4 separate regions of the Mus musculus genome follow, and regions 2, 3 and 4 are each linked to region 1. A link is a contact called in public promoter capture Hi-C data. All regions are on one chromosome and are shown on one strand. The core of a region is the stretch at or near the end of the contact, and the rest is flanking DNA. Distances in the headings are between cores, read along the strand shown. Region 1 holds the start of Cdadc1 (cytidine and dCMP deaminase domain containing 1). Region 2 holds the start of 1700039M10Rik (RIKEN cDNA 1700039M10 gene). Region 3 holds the start of Cryl1 (crystallin, lambda 1). Region 4 holds the start of Zmym5 (zinc finger, MYM-type 5).

Region 1 (3,059 bases), core at 131-2,630:
TCTAGAACTCAACCCCTACACCTAACGTTCAGGATCATCTCAGAAAGGGGGGAGGGGGATGAAAAGACTGTAAGAGCCAGAGAGGATCAGGAAGCTGTCAGAACATTGTCTTCTAGTTGTTGCAGGAAAGCTCCACCTACAAAATTTCAACAACATGGCTGCCAAAACAAGACCCGAACAATGCCAACACCAGCTAACTTGCCAACATGGGTGAAATCTCCCAGGGGTCCCATATCTAGATGAAGGGTAAATAATAACAGAGGAGAAATTAGTCTTCCCCAAGAATAAGTCCCCTCAACTAGTTATCCAGTACCAAGTGATCAGTCCTAAAAGCATATACATACAAGCACATATATGTAGAGATATATGTGTGTATATATTATATACATATATAATACATGTATATAAACAATAGTGGTTAAAGAAAAACCATGAATTAATTTAAAAATGATCAGGGCCTCGGGGAGGGGGGAGATTTGTAATGATATTATATTTTAAATAAAAATAAAACTATTTTTACAATTTTTGTTCAAATATCCATCTCTGGAGTTAAGGGTTGTAGTGACCCACTCTGGATGTGGGTGTTGGGAACTGAACTCAGACCCACTGGAAGAGTAGGAAGTGTTCTTAACTGCTGGGCCATGTTTCTGACCTCTCCAGGCTTCATTTTACACTTTATATTTTTCACTGGGGGCTGAGGAGATGGTTCATTGTGTACATGCTTTAGATATAAGCTTGAGGAGTTCCTTCTGGATCCCTCAAACCCACATTAAAAAAAAAAAAAGGTCTGAGTAAAGCTGCACCAGCCTGTAGTCACAAGTGTGTAAAGTCTGAGACAGGAGGATGAAGCTCCAGTGTAGCCAACCAGTGAGCTCCAGATCCAAGCAGAGACCCATTCTCAAAACAAACATTTGGAGGGCCATATAGAGGAAGATACCCTCTGTACGGTAAGCGCGCACACGTACGCTCTATTTACAAATTCATTGGGACGGACAACTCAGATTTTTCAGGTTCCGCTGTCTACTTAACTCTTCGATCCTCCCAGTTCTCTTCTCATAGTTTGTGTGAGTTTGGATATGAAGCAGAACCAAATACCCTGGGATCCGCCCACATCTGACGGCTGGGTTCCGATGGCCCTGCTTCCCCCACCTCGCCCACTCCGGTTCTATGTTCGCCTCTCTCTGTTTAAGTCCTCCACCCTGGTCCCCTACTGTCCCGAACCAAGACAACTTCAAGCGTCCTTCTTTCTGCAAAAATCACTGAACACAGCCTGCTACACAGAGTAGCATAACTGATAGATAACCACCACCACCACCTCGGTGCGCCGGACTCTGACGTCACATTAAGCGCCGGAAGCGATGGGGGGGGCATACCGAGACGTCATCTTGCTGCGCAGAACAAGCGGTTGTTGACAGGCCGCAGAGGTGGCCGTAGGCGAGCTTCAAGGAACCTATCATGCCTGACCGGGCAAGCTGTCCTGGGCCGAGGCCTTTGGGCTGGGGATGAAAGAAACGGATCAGATGCAGAGTTTGGAGGGTTCCGGGGCCGAGAGGTCAGTCGGCACGCAGACGGGCAGCATGACGGGTGAGTGCGGTGGCCTTCTCTCCCGCCCTGCCCCTCTCCTGGCGCTCTGCACGCTTGCCCGAGTCTCCCTCCAGCTCCGCATCCTGCCTGTCCTGTGTCTCCGCACAGCCCAGCACCCTCCCTGCTCTATGTCTCCTTCCCGCCCTGCTAGCCTGCTACTCCCCCCCCCCCCCCCACACACACACATACTGCACCTCCCTGACACCCTGCCTGCCCTGTGACTCACAGCGACTCCTGTCTGCCCCGCCGTCCCTGGTCTCCTTGCCAGGCGCGCGTCCCGGACACTGTGCTGTCCAGGCTTCATAGGTCGCGTCCTGTCCTGCACTGGTGGGTGGTTGCACCTAGAGTCAGTATCCCGGAGCTGAAGAGCCTGAAATTGCGCTTTGGCAAATTCACCACCCGTGATACCTCCCTCAAGTTTTGCCTTATGGTTGAAGATCAATCATGTTCCAACCATTGCCCTTTTAGCAATGCCAGGTTCCAGAGGGGTAGGGGTGGGGACCTTGCTCCTCGGCTACATCAGAGAGGAGCCCTTATCCTATTGATTGATTGATTATTTCCAGAGCCTTTGTATCAGTTTTACTATTTTACCTGTGGGGTGAGCTGGAGAAAAAAAAAGCACCCAACTTTGGAAAGTGCCACCCGAGGTCACTGAAAGTGAGGTTGTGGCCACTCTTGCTAAGGAAGCTTTTATTCTCCTGCCTGCCAGACCATCTGCAGCTCACTCGTAGCTTTGAGCTTAGCTCCTCTGCCTTCACTAGTGAAATTCTGAAGTGCTTGCCTTCTCTTTTGTAGGTCAAATACCAAGGCTTTCTAAAGTGAACCTTTTCACCCTGCTCAGTCTCTGGATGGAGCTCTTCCCAGGAGTGGAAGCCCAAGGGCAAAAATCTCAGGTATACCTTATTTCCATAGAGAGTGTTTACCCTTGGAAAAGCAGTAGTCTAAGTCTGGTTTCATTGGCCAACTGTAGTCCTAACAGCCAAATGCAGCAAGAACCTAGGAATGGTGTCATGGCTTTTGTATGCTGTGCCTGTAACCACAGCGAACTAGCTCATATTTCCAGTCTGAAAAGTTATTTCTAGTGTGTGCCATGATTACCAGGTATTAAGGCTTTTCTTTTGGAGACATTTAGCGCCTTAAAAATGTGCATTGTAAAAGTCAGTTTGCTAGTAATACAAAATTTGGAAATCCTTTTAGCTTTATTGTCCATATTTTATCTCATCGTAATTCTGTTATATACATTTAACTTGAATCCCTTTTCAGTGCAAAAGTTTTTTTTCTCACCCTTGGTTTCTGGCATCCTCTCCTTCATCTGACAGATACCATGGAGGTTTTGTTTATTTAAGAGAAATAAGTTGGTTTTGTTTTAAATATTTTATTTGAAATCTTGTTTAGAAATCTGACCCATACCTGTTATCAGTTTAAGGCTTTAAAAATTAAAATCTAACTGGACATGGAAATAATTGCAAGAGGCA
Region 2 (3,075 bases), core at 346-2,845, 2.0 Mb after region 1:
ATTTAGGGTGATTTGAATAATTTTGTGGTAAAGCTCTCAAATGGTGAAGTCCAGATTTATGTTTCAGTAATATGTGATATATTTTATATATATATATATGTGTGTGTGTGTGTGTGTGTGTGTGTGTGTATATATATTTTTTTTAAAGGGCCAAGCATTGTGGAATTGCCAGTCCTTTCTACTTCAAAGGTTAAAGCTGGAGACTCAACTTGGTCCCAACACAAAAAATAAATAAGAAAAAGAAAAACTCAGTTAGTTAGTTAGTCTGTTAGTTTGTTGTTTTTATGAGACAGAGTCTTCGTATGTAGTCCTGCTCTCCATAAACTTGTGTAGTCTAAACCTTAAGCTCACAGAGAATTACCTGTCTCCCCTGACCACTAGGGACCCAGGACCACATATTTCTATCTTAAGAGATCTTCCAAGGTATTCTCTCAGCACCATTACTAAATATAAAAGAAATAATTCCTTAATTAAAATGTGGGGGGCTGGTGAGATGGCTCAGTGGGTAAGAGCACCCGACTGCTCTTTCAAAGGTCCTGAGTTCAAATCCCAGCAACCACATGGTGGCTCACAACCATCTGTAATGGGATCGGGCTTCCTCTTCTGGAGTGTCTGAAGACAGCTACAGTGTACTTACATATAATAAATAATTATTAAAAAAAAATGTGATTTGAAAGCATCTTTTGGATCCAATTTGACTGAAAAACTTTTTCACTTCAATAAAGACTAGTTTGTCTTTGATACTAATTTTATGATCTGTGAGAAACATTTAATTACAATGTATACAGGCCAGCCAGAACTACATCAAGAAACTCTTGTTGAAAAAAAACCAAAAAGGTAGAGCTTTCTTGTGTCTTCAGACACTTTAATATTTAAAAATAGCATATAATTGAATACACGAAGATAATCATTGTGGCATACATACTTAAAAGGAATGGAAGCTTTAAAAAATTAGGTGCAAAATAGTTTGCTTTAAAACAGGTTTTTTTGAGTCTTATAAGTAGATGGTTTCTTCCTTTTCAATAGTTTTTTTTTCTTGATTGCCATTTTGATAAGTTACACTTGATTTGATCTATTTGGTTTAATAGAGTAGTCATTCGTTTAGAGAAATCGAAATCAAAATGAAGTATGGGTTTCTACAGACGAAACACTACTGTATGTAGAAATTGTGACAGTTCATTATCAAGCTGCTTTTTGAGTGGCGTCAGCATCTGAGCGGTGATTTAAAGCCCTTCAGCCAGATCAGGAAATCGATAAAGAGAGAACCGAACAGCAGGAACATAGTGAAGTTTGCCTGTCCCTGGGAAAGAAAAGATTACATGTGATTTAAGAATTGCCGAATCAAAGGGAGCATTAGTTTTGATTAAGGAAAACTGTGTGCCAGCTACCATGATAGATTGGTAAAATATGTGTTCATATACTGTGAATTCAACACTGAAAGCTCTGAAAGACTAATTGGTTTGAAAGGTTTAAGACTGACTCCAAAGTACCAAACAGCCAGACTACCGCAACCTAATTAAAACCTGGGTTGTAGAAGCCGGAAGCTGACTGGGCGGGACTAGACGCTCATTGGCTCCCACCGTCTGGTCTGCACCAGCGCAAACGCGGAGGTCCCCGCCAACCCTCACCCCACCCCCGCACTGTGACGACTGCGCATGCGTCAGTGGTGAGTGGCGGCCACGGAGTGTGGCGGCGGAGGGTCAAGGGATGTTTTGGGTGGGTTCCGAACCGGGTCCATACTGACCCTTGGAGACTTTCCCAGTAGGGGCCTCGTCTCTGCGGGGTCCTTCTTCTTGGACATCTTGAGCCGGAAACAAGTCCTTAGTGGTCCGGTCGGAATGGTGCCTGGGGAAGGGATATATATGCATGGACACGAGGAAGCCTTGAGCCTTAGCATGGGGTTTGGCTGGCCGGGCTGTTCATCCAAACTTACCTTGTTGTGTGTTTGTGGCTTGCTTTCTCTGTGCAAGTTTTATCTCAGGTCATGGTGGGATTTATTATTTTGAGATGGTCTCACTGTATAGCCAGGCTGGCCTCGAACTCAGACTCATTGATCCCTCATTTTTCCCGTGTCACCACACCCAACAATCTTTCTTTAAATAATAAACAGTATTTAGGAAGTGAAGGACTTCCCTCAGGCAGAGACTTGTATGAAAATGAAAGCACACGATTTTTATACACTCGAGATGCACAGGCAGACAGATCTCTGAGTTCAAGGCCAGCCTGGTCTACAGAGAATTTTCCTGGACAGCCAAGGCTACACAAAGAAATCCTATCATTCATTCATAGGTAGATAGATAGAGCAAGTTCTAGGACAGCCAAGGCAACACAACTGTCTTGAATCAATAAGATTACTTAGAGAATATCTGCCAGGCATTGTCATCTACAGAGTTCACGCTCAGGGAACAAACAAGTTGAGAACAATGTCATTTCTAGTGACTGTGGGTGCCTGTCTCTGAGCCGCAGGTTGAGCATACTTGACAGGTCATTCTATTCGCCTACTAGTACAGCTACCCTTCCTGCAGTTTACTAACGACTCTGGAAAGAAACTTTGTTTCATTCTCTTTCTGCTGGCTTAAACTCTCTTGACCTAAATATCTTGGAGAAGGTACTTAGATACTCTGACATACAGTATTGTTAGTTTTTTGTTGTTGCTTTCGTAGATCTGATGCATGGGAATAGAAGTTTGTTTTGATTTTGGGTTTTTTTTTTGGGGGGGGGGTTGGTTTTGTTTTTTTTTGTTTTTCCAGACAAGGTTTCTCTGTGTAGCCCTGGCTGTCCTGGAACTCACTCTGTAGACCAGGCTGGCCTCGAACTCAGAACTCCACCTGCCTCTGCCTCCTGAGTGCTGGGATTAAAGGCGTGCACCACCACGCCCGACTAGAACTAGAAGATTTTTATAGAAATGAAGAATCCCTGCTGCTGCTGCCGCTGCTGACCCTTTCCCCACGGTAGTCCCATCTTCCTGTAACCCCATTTCCATTTTTCCTATCAAGGCAAGGCCTTGACTTTATTTCCCATCAGGTTCTTCCCTGTTGCCCTTAGGTGCTGAGCCACATTTCTGACATAGAGCAA
Region 3 (2,795 bases), core at 198-2,697, 2.2 Mb after region 1:
GAGTTTCTATTACTTCAACAAAACACCATGACCAAAAAGCAAGTTGGGGAGGAAAAGGTTTAGTCTTGCAGTTTGTCACCGAAGGAAGTCAGGTCAGGGACTCAAGCAGGGCAGGAACCCGAAGGCAGGAACTGATGCAGGGGCTATATAGGGAGCTGCCTACTGGCCATCCACAATGGGCCCTCCCCTCTTGATCACTAGTTGAGAAAATGCCTTAAGCTGGATCTCATGGAGGCATCTCCTCAACTGAGCAGCCTTCCTCTCTGATGACTCCAGCTTGTGTCAAGATGACACAAAACCAGTCAGTACACTCTCCCTTGCAGAGAGGGACTGGCCATCAGTGTAATTTGGCCGATCTGATGGGTAAAAGGTGTTTTCCTCGTGCCACTTTTCATCTCATTTAAACGGGGCTCGGCATCTTCAAATGTTTATTGATAATTTGTGGAACTGTTTAAAAACCTGACTGCCTCAGAGGTTTCTCTTTCCGAATCCCTGACAAGGTGGTGGGAATAAGGCAAGTGTCTACTCTCCTGAATCTGTCAGTGTGAGTGTGTTCTGATTTCAGCTTTTCCCAAACTGCTGGCCTCAAAGTGTTTCCACTTCCGATTGTGGGCACAAAACTTGTGTCATGCAGTGTAATGCCTCTCGTTCTCTGGTCTCAGACCCAAGTGTAATCAGGGCACTAGCCTTTTTTTTTTTTTTTTTTTTTTTTGCAACAGGGTCTTGCTGTCTCTGAATGTAGCCTGGCTGGAACTCCCGGTTCAGCCTCCCAGGTTTTGCGAGAGCAGGTGCATTCCATCACGCCCTGCTTGGTTTTTCTTTTTCTTTTCCTAACACATTTGGCACTGCACGCCTCTGGAAGGAGGAAGTAAGGCACACAGAAGCTGTGGTACGCTACAAGGAATTCAAATTCGTCCTTCCGTTTCTCAGAGTAACATATCCGGAGTTTCCATTTGTAGCTTGTCCCTTAAGTATCCGGGCCTCCGTTCACATCAGTGAAGCCAGGCTGCAGGTATCTCACCAGACCTGGATTTCCAGTGTAGAGTAGAATGTAAACAGTGGAACAAAAGTCCTTAAAGTGACAAACTGGTGCTAACGTCTTTAAAGCAACATTTTCTTGAAAGTGTCTCTGGGGTGAACCTTTGCGCCAACCTGGCAGTATCCGCTCATGGTTTAATGGTTTCCTGTTAGAAACTTAAAAATAAAAATTGCTCAGCTCAGAAGTGTCTGGTCTTCCCTGTTTGCATCCACCGTCCCACGCTCCCCGGTGCTAGAGCCCAGTGGCCTTCCTGAAGTCTCTCCCCGAGGGCTCCGCCTCTCCTGCGCCTTGGCCCCTCCCCGGAGCTTGTCAGCCAATGGGATAGTCCTCATGAGGTTTGGGCACGCCCACCCAGGCGCCCAGCCTTATTCTGGCGCGCGACCCGCTCTGCTTTGCTCGCTCCCTCCGCTAACGCAGCTGTACAGCCAGGCCCGGATCTGCCATGGCGTCCCCAGCAGCGGGCGGGGTGGTGATCGTAGGCAGGTAAAGGTCTCAGTGGCGCCGTGCTGCAATGGCTGGCGCCCTGGCAGCGTCCCGAACGCGGGACCTCCCGCGGGCGGCCGTGGGTGCCTCGGGTGGGCATCAGGCTGTACCTCGCTCCTCCAGGCGCTTCGCACTTGGGCTCCGAAGCTAGTCTGGCAGTAGACTAGGTGGTGGCCGTGGCTTAGCCAAGCAGTAAGGAGAGCCTTAAATCGGTGCGGGGTCACTTTTGTCAGCGCAGGCCAGAGGTGCCTGGCATCATTGAATACTAGCAATGAACCTGCGAAAACTGTGTTCTTATGCTTTTGAGACGGAGGTCTTGTGTAGCTCATCCTGGCCTCAAAATTTCTAGGTTAGCTGAGGCTATCCTTGAACTCTTGATCCTCCTGCCAAATACCCCAGCGTGAAAGCAGCTTATTCTTATTAAGAACGCAGACAAGAGTTTTACCAAGATGATAGTAACTAACGGATAACTATTGGCCTGGGTTGGCAAGGAGGCTGGTTCGCATGCACCACTGGGCTAGGCTAAATCTCTCGAGGCAGAAACCTTGTCAGTCAAGGCACCCTGCTTTCCTGTGTGTATGTGTCCCAAGGCAGGAGGCTGAGTCACTTTAACAGCCCAAGTTCATCTGACACACCAATTTCTGTTCTCATGATTCCCCTTTCTCCTTATTGCTTCTTTTTTTAAAAAATAAGAACGCTTAGAATATCTTTCATTGCCTAGCTGTCTGAAAGTCTATCAACGTGTAGCAACACATAATAACTAGTATTGGTTGGTAGCTATTAAAGGAGTGGCTTCATGTCCCTGCTTATAGTTTTGGCTACTTGTTGTTCTGCCTGCAGACCAGTCCCAAGTTCAGGCTTTTTCCTTGAGAGTTCTTTGGAGGGAGGTGTCAGAATGCTGTTGCTATTTTCTCTCTTACAGAACTGCAGAATTAGCTGTACCTTTGTCCTTTCCCGTGGTTGCCTGTGGTTGAATGGTCAAGAAATATCAAAAGTGTGCACTTTGCTCCTGTGGTGAACTGTGCTGCCTCGCCTTCTGTGAGAGCCACTGGTGTCACGGGCTAGGTTTTTGCAGGTCTCCGTTGGGAAGTAGATCTCTGCCTGCACCTGACAGGTGTCATGTGGGATTTTGACTGGATTTTGCATTCGTCTGGCTGTGGGTGGTTCATAGACTCCCAAGGAGAGACTCAACAGTCAGTTATTTCTGAGCTCATGGACAGGGAACTAGAAGGGGGCCGGGACATCTTAAGGAGCACAAGATGACCTGAGCTAT
Region 4 (2,700 bases), core at 198-2,697, 2.8 Mb after region 1:
AAACACCAGGGCGAGGTGCATTTCTTAGGTTACAGGGAGTCCTGGAAATCCGGCACCAAGTCTTCTGCCAAAGACATGGGTATAGACGAGGAACAAAAGACCCTCGTGCCGCCCTCCAGCGGCTCCGCTCCGAATGCGTCCGGTGGGACTCCCATTAGAGGGTCACTGCCCACGGAGCCAGGATGAAGCGAAGGGCACGCGATGGCCCGAGGCCCGGCAAACGTGGAGGACAGGCGCCGGGCAGGCCGGAGAGCGCGTGCTCGGCCAGGCACCGACGGCCAAGGCCAGACAGCCCAGGTCCCAGGGGCGCGAGCCCGCTAAGGGAGCCCGGGGCTCCATCTTGCCCGGCGGCAGTCTGGGGTCACCACTGTCCTGTGGCCCCGCCGCAATCTCGGCGCGCAAACTCTTGGCGGCCGAGGACAAGGCCTATGGTAGAGCGCGATCGGACTCGTTCCGGGCCAAGTTTCTCGTCCCCACGGGTTCGGTTCTGATGGGCCCCAAGTTCTCCCAACAGATCCCACAAAATGGAGGCCGACGTCTCCTCCCGCCGCAGCCATGGCGGAGGTGGGACACCCTTCCCACGGGCCAGGCAAGGTGGAAGCGCCTGCACGGCCGCCAGCGCACCAGTCCCCTTGCGGCCGCGGCCGGGCTCGCCCCCTCGGTCCGCCGCAGGCATTGCCGGGCTCGCCAGTCGCCGGGGTCTTGGGGGCCTGGACAGGGAGGACGCCGGGACATCGAGGCCGCGTCTCTCCTCGAGCAGAGTCGCAAAGGGCCGTGGCGACCGTCTGGAGGCCGAGACCCAGTGTCCCGATCCCGGGCCCACCGGAAGCCTCGACGAATATCGCCCGCCCCCAGGGCCGAAGCGCGAGCCGAACTGCGGGCAGCGCCACTCGGGCTCCTGACCCGGGCAGACCCCGCGAGTGGGGGCGGGGCGGGGGCACGGAGGGAGGGCGGAAGAGAGGGAGGGCCGGCCCAGCCCGGGGCTGGCGGCGGGGGGGGGGGGGGGGGGGGCCGGCAGGCCCGAGGGCGTGGCCCAGGTCTGACGGACAGCCGCCGTGACTACCTCACCGAGGAGGGTCCTGAAAGAAGGCCGACTGGGCCAATGGAGCCTGCCCGAGGCATTCCGTGCCGCCCACGCCATCAGCCAATGAGCGTGCGGAGGGCGGGGCCTCCCCGGGCCCCGCCGTGCCACCGCCTCCTCTGCCTCCTCCTCACCAGCGCTAAAGCCGGGACTGGACCGAGCGGAGTTGTGCGTGTCGCCGAAGGGGGGTGGGCCGGGGGAGGGGAGGTTCGTTCCGCGGAGCTGCAGCCAGAACCCGGTGAGGCTTCTCCCCGCCGTCTTTCCTGTCGAGGGCCGCGGAGAGTGGGGGTGGCTGGGAGCAGCGCAGCCTCGGGAGGAGGAGGCGGAGGCGGGGGCGACTGGGGAGGCGGAGATGGGTGAGGGCAGCGTCGGGAGCCTCCCACCGAGCCGGGCTTAACAGCCCGCGGCGGCCGGTGTCGCGGCTGCTGCGTCGGGGCCTGAGGGTGCGCTGGGGGCCGCGCTGATGTCCAGGGCGGCTTCGCGTGCGGCCGGAGGGGTGAGGGAGCGCGGGCGCGGCAGGGCTGGCTGGGTGAGGCGGCCGCGGGGCGGGGAGCGCGAGAGCCTCCGGGTGCGGGCGGCAGCGGCCGGAGGTCGAAGAGTGTTTTCCTTTCTGTGCTGCGAGCGGGCGGGCGGGTCGGGGAGGGGCCCTTTGGCCCTCCCGCCCGGGGGCCGCACTCCCACCCTGTCTGTTCAACCGACACCCCAAGTTTTCCGTGTTAAGGGGCGTCCTCTTACGTCCCGCGGCGTTTTCTCTCTCTCTCTTTTTTTTTTTTTTTGGGTCGGTCTGTCGCAGCTTTTAATCTTATTTGAGCCAGTTTCTAATGGCTGACCTGGTGCCTGTCGCGGGCTACTGAGGAGTTAGGCCCTAATCAAGTGCTTGCGGCAAATGGGACCCAATTGTTGAACCTCTCCCGGGTCGGATTTGTACTTGAGTGGTAACTACTTAGGAGAAATGTGAATCCCTTTCTAGATTCGAGGACGCGTTTACTCTTCGACTCAGCTGCGCGCTCTACTCATAATTCTGAAACTGGAAAGAACATATGAGCTTGGCCTGCTGTCGTTTAGTTGATCTATTGTTTATTTGGAGAAGGTTGGTAGAACAGCTTGGGAATAACTTCACCTTGACTTATTTATTTCCTTTGGCGTTCAGGGTTTGGTGCTACCTCGGAGCTGTTGATGTTCACTGTATGTATGTGTTTTGGGTGTTTGTTTGTAAATTTCTTTTTATACTAGGATCTTCAAGCTACTTTGGTGAAGGATTTGACAGGAATAAGGAAAACATCTCCATTGTGAGTCATTTTGCGTAGCTTTCCTGCTTAAACCACTAGGATAGACTTTTCTATTTTGTCGAAGTGAAGAGTTGCTGCCTGAGTGATTTCTGCTGAGAAAGCCAAGCCAGTGTGATCTGTAGTGTGTTAGTGGGTACTACTAACATGGCTGTCTTCTCAGATTCCTAAATAAGACTATGTTCTTAGTCATAAGATGCTGTGCACTTAACATTTTTGTGTTCCTTTCTAGGAGATTTCTTTAATTTCTTGTATTTTTAAACCACTAAGCAGTTATTTATTTTTGAAAAAGCTTGTTTGTTTGTTTGTTTAAAATGTTTTCACCATTGCTCT

The links. Promoter capture Hi-C pulls out the DNA fragments that hold promoters and counts their contacts.
Region 2: a contact with region 1 is called in a promoter capture Hi-C map of pre-B cells, with 5 times the contacts expected there. The contact joins the promoter of 1700039M10Rik here to the promoter of Cdadc1 in region 1. A contact is called at or near these places in 3 of 39 promoter capture datasets (hippocampal neurons, liver and pre-B cells) and 1 of 9 other capture datasets (liver).
Region 3: a promoter capture Hi-C map of liver shows a contact between it and region 1, with 2.7 times the contacts expected there. The contact joins the promoter of Cryl1 here to the promoter of Cdadc1 in region 1. A contact is called at or near these places in 4 of 39 promoter capture datasets (the C10 cell line, liver and pre-B cells) and 1 of 115 datasets of contacts at active chromatin or transcription factors (large pre-B cells).
Region 4: a contact with region 1 is called in a promoter capture Hi-C map of pre-B cells, with 8 times the contacts expected there. The contact joins the promoter of Zmym5 here to the promoter of Cdadc1 in region 1. A contact is called at or near these places in 2 of 39 promoter capture datasets (liver and pre-B cells) and 1 of 9 other capture datasets (adipose tissue).

Annotation. Positions count from the first base shown.
Region 1 is chr14:59,596,280-59,599,338 of GRCm38.p6, reverse strand. It overlaps Cdadc1 (cytidine and dCMP deaminase domain containing 1), which reads left to right and starts at 1,380. Exons shown (of 10, transcript NM_027986.3): 1 at 1,380-1,584; 2 at 2,380-2,477. The coding sequence starts at 1,503.
Region 2 is chr14:57,570,134-57,573,208 of GRCm38.p6, reverse strand. It overlaps 1700039M10Rik (RIKEN cDNA 1700039M10 gene), which reads right to left and starts at 1,595. Exons shown (of 2, transcript NR_152103.1): 1 at 1,524-1,595; 2 at 841-1,300. It overlaps Eef1akmt1 (EEF1A alpha lysine methyltransferase 1), which reads left to right and starts at 1,627. Exons shown (of 5, transcript NM_026526.3): 1 at 1,627-1,666.
Region 3 is chr14:57,397,135-57,399,929 of GRCm38.p6, reverse strand. Cryl1 (crystallin, lambda 1) reads left to right here and starts at 1,447. Exons shown (of 8, transcript NM_030004.3): 1 at 1,447-1,522. The coding sequence starts at 1,482.
Region 4 is chr14:56,810,211-56,812,910 of GRCm38.p6, reverse strand. It overlaps Zmym5 (zinc finger, MYM-type 5), which reads left to right and starts at 1,447. Exons shown (of 8, transcript NM_001253753.1): 1 at 1,447-1,577; 2 at 2,052-2,171. 2410022M11Rik (RIKEN cDNA 2410022M11 gene) reads right to left here and starts at 922. Exons shown (of 1, transcript NR_152252.1): 1 at 1-922.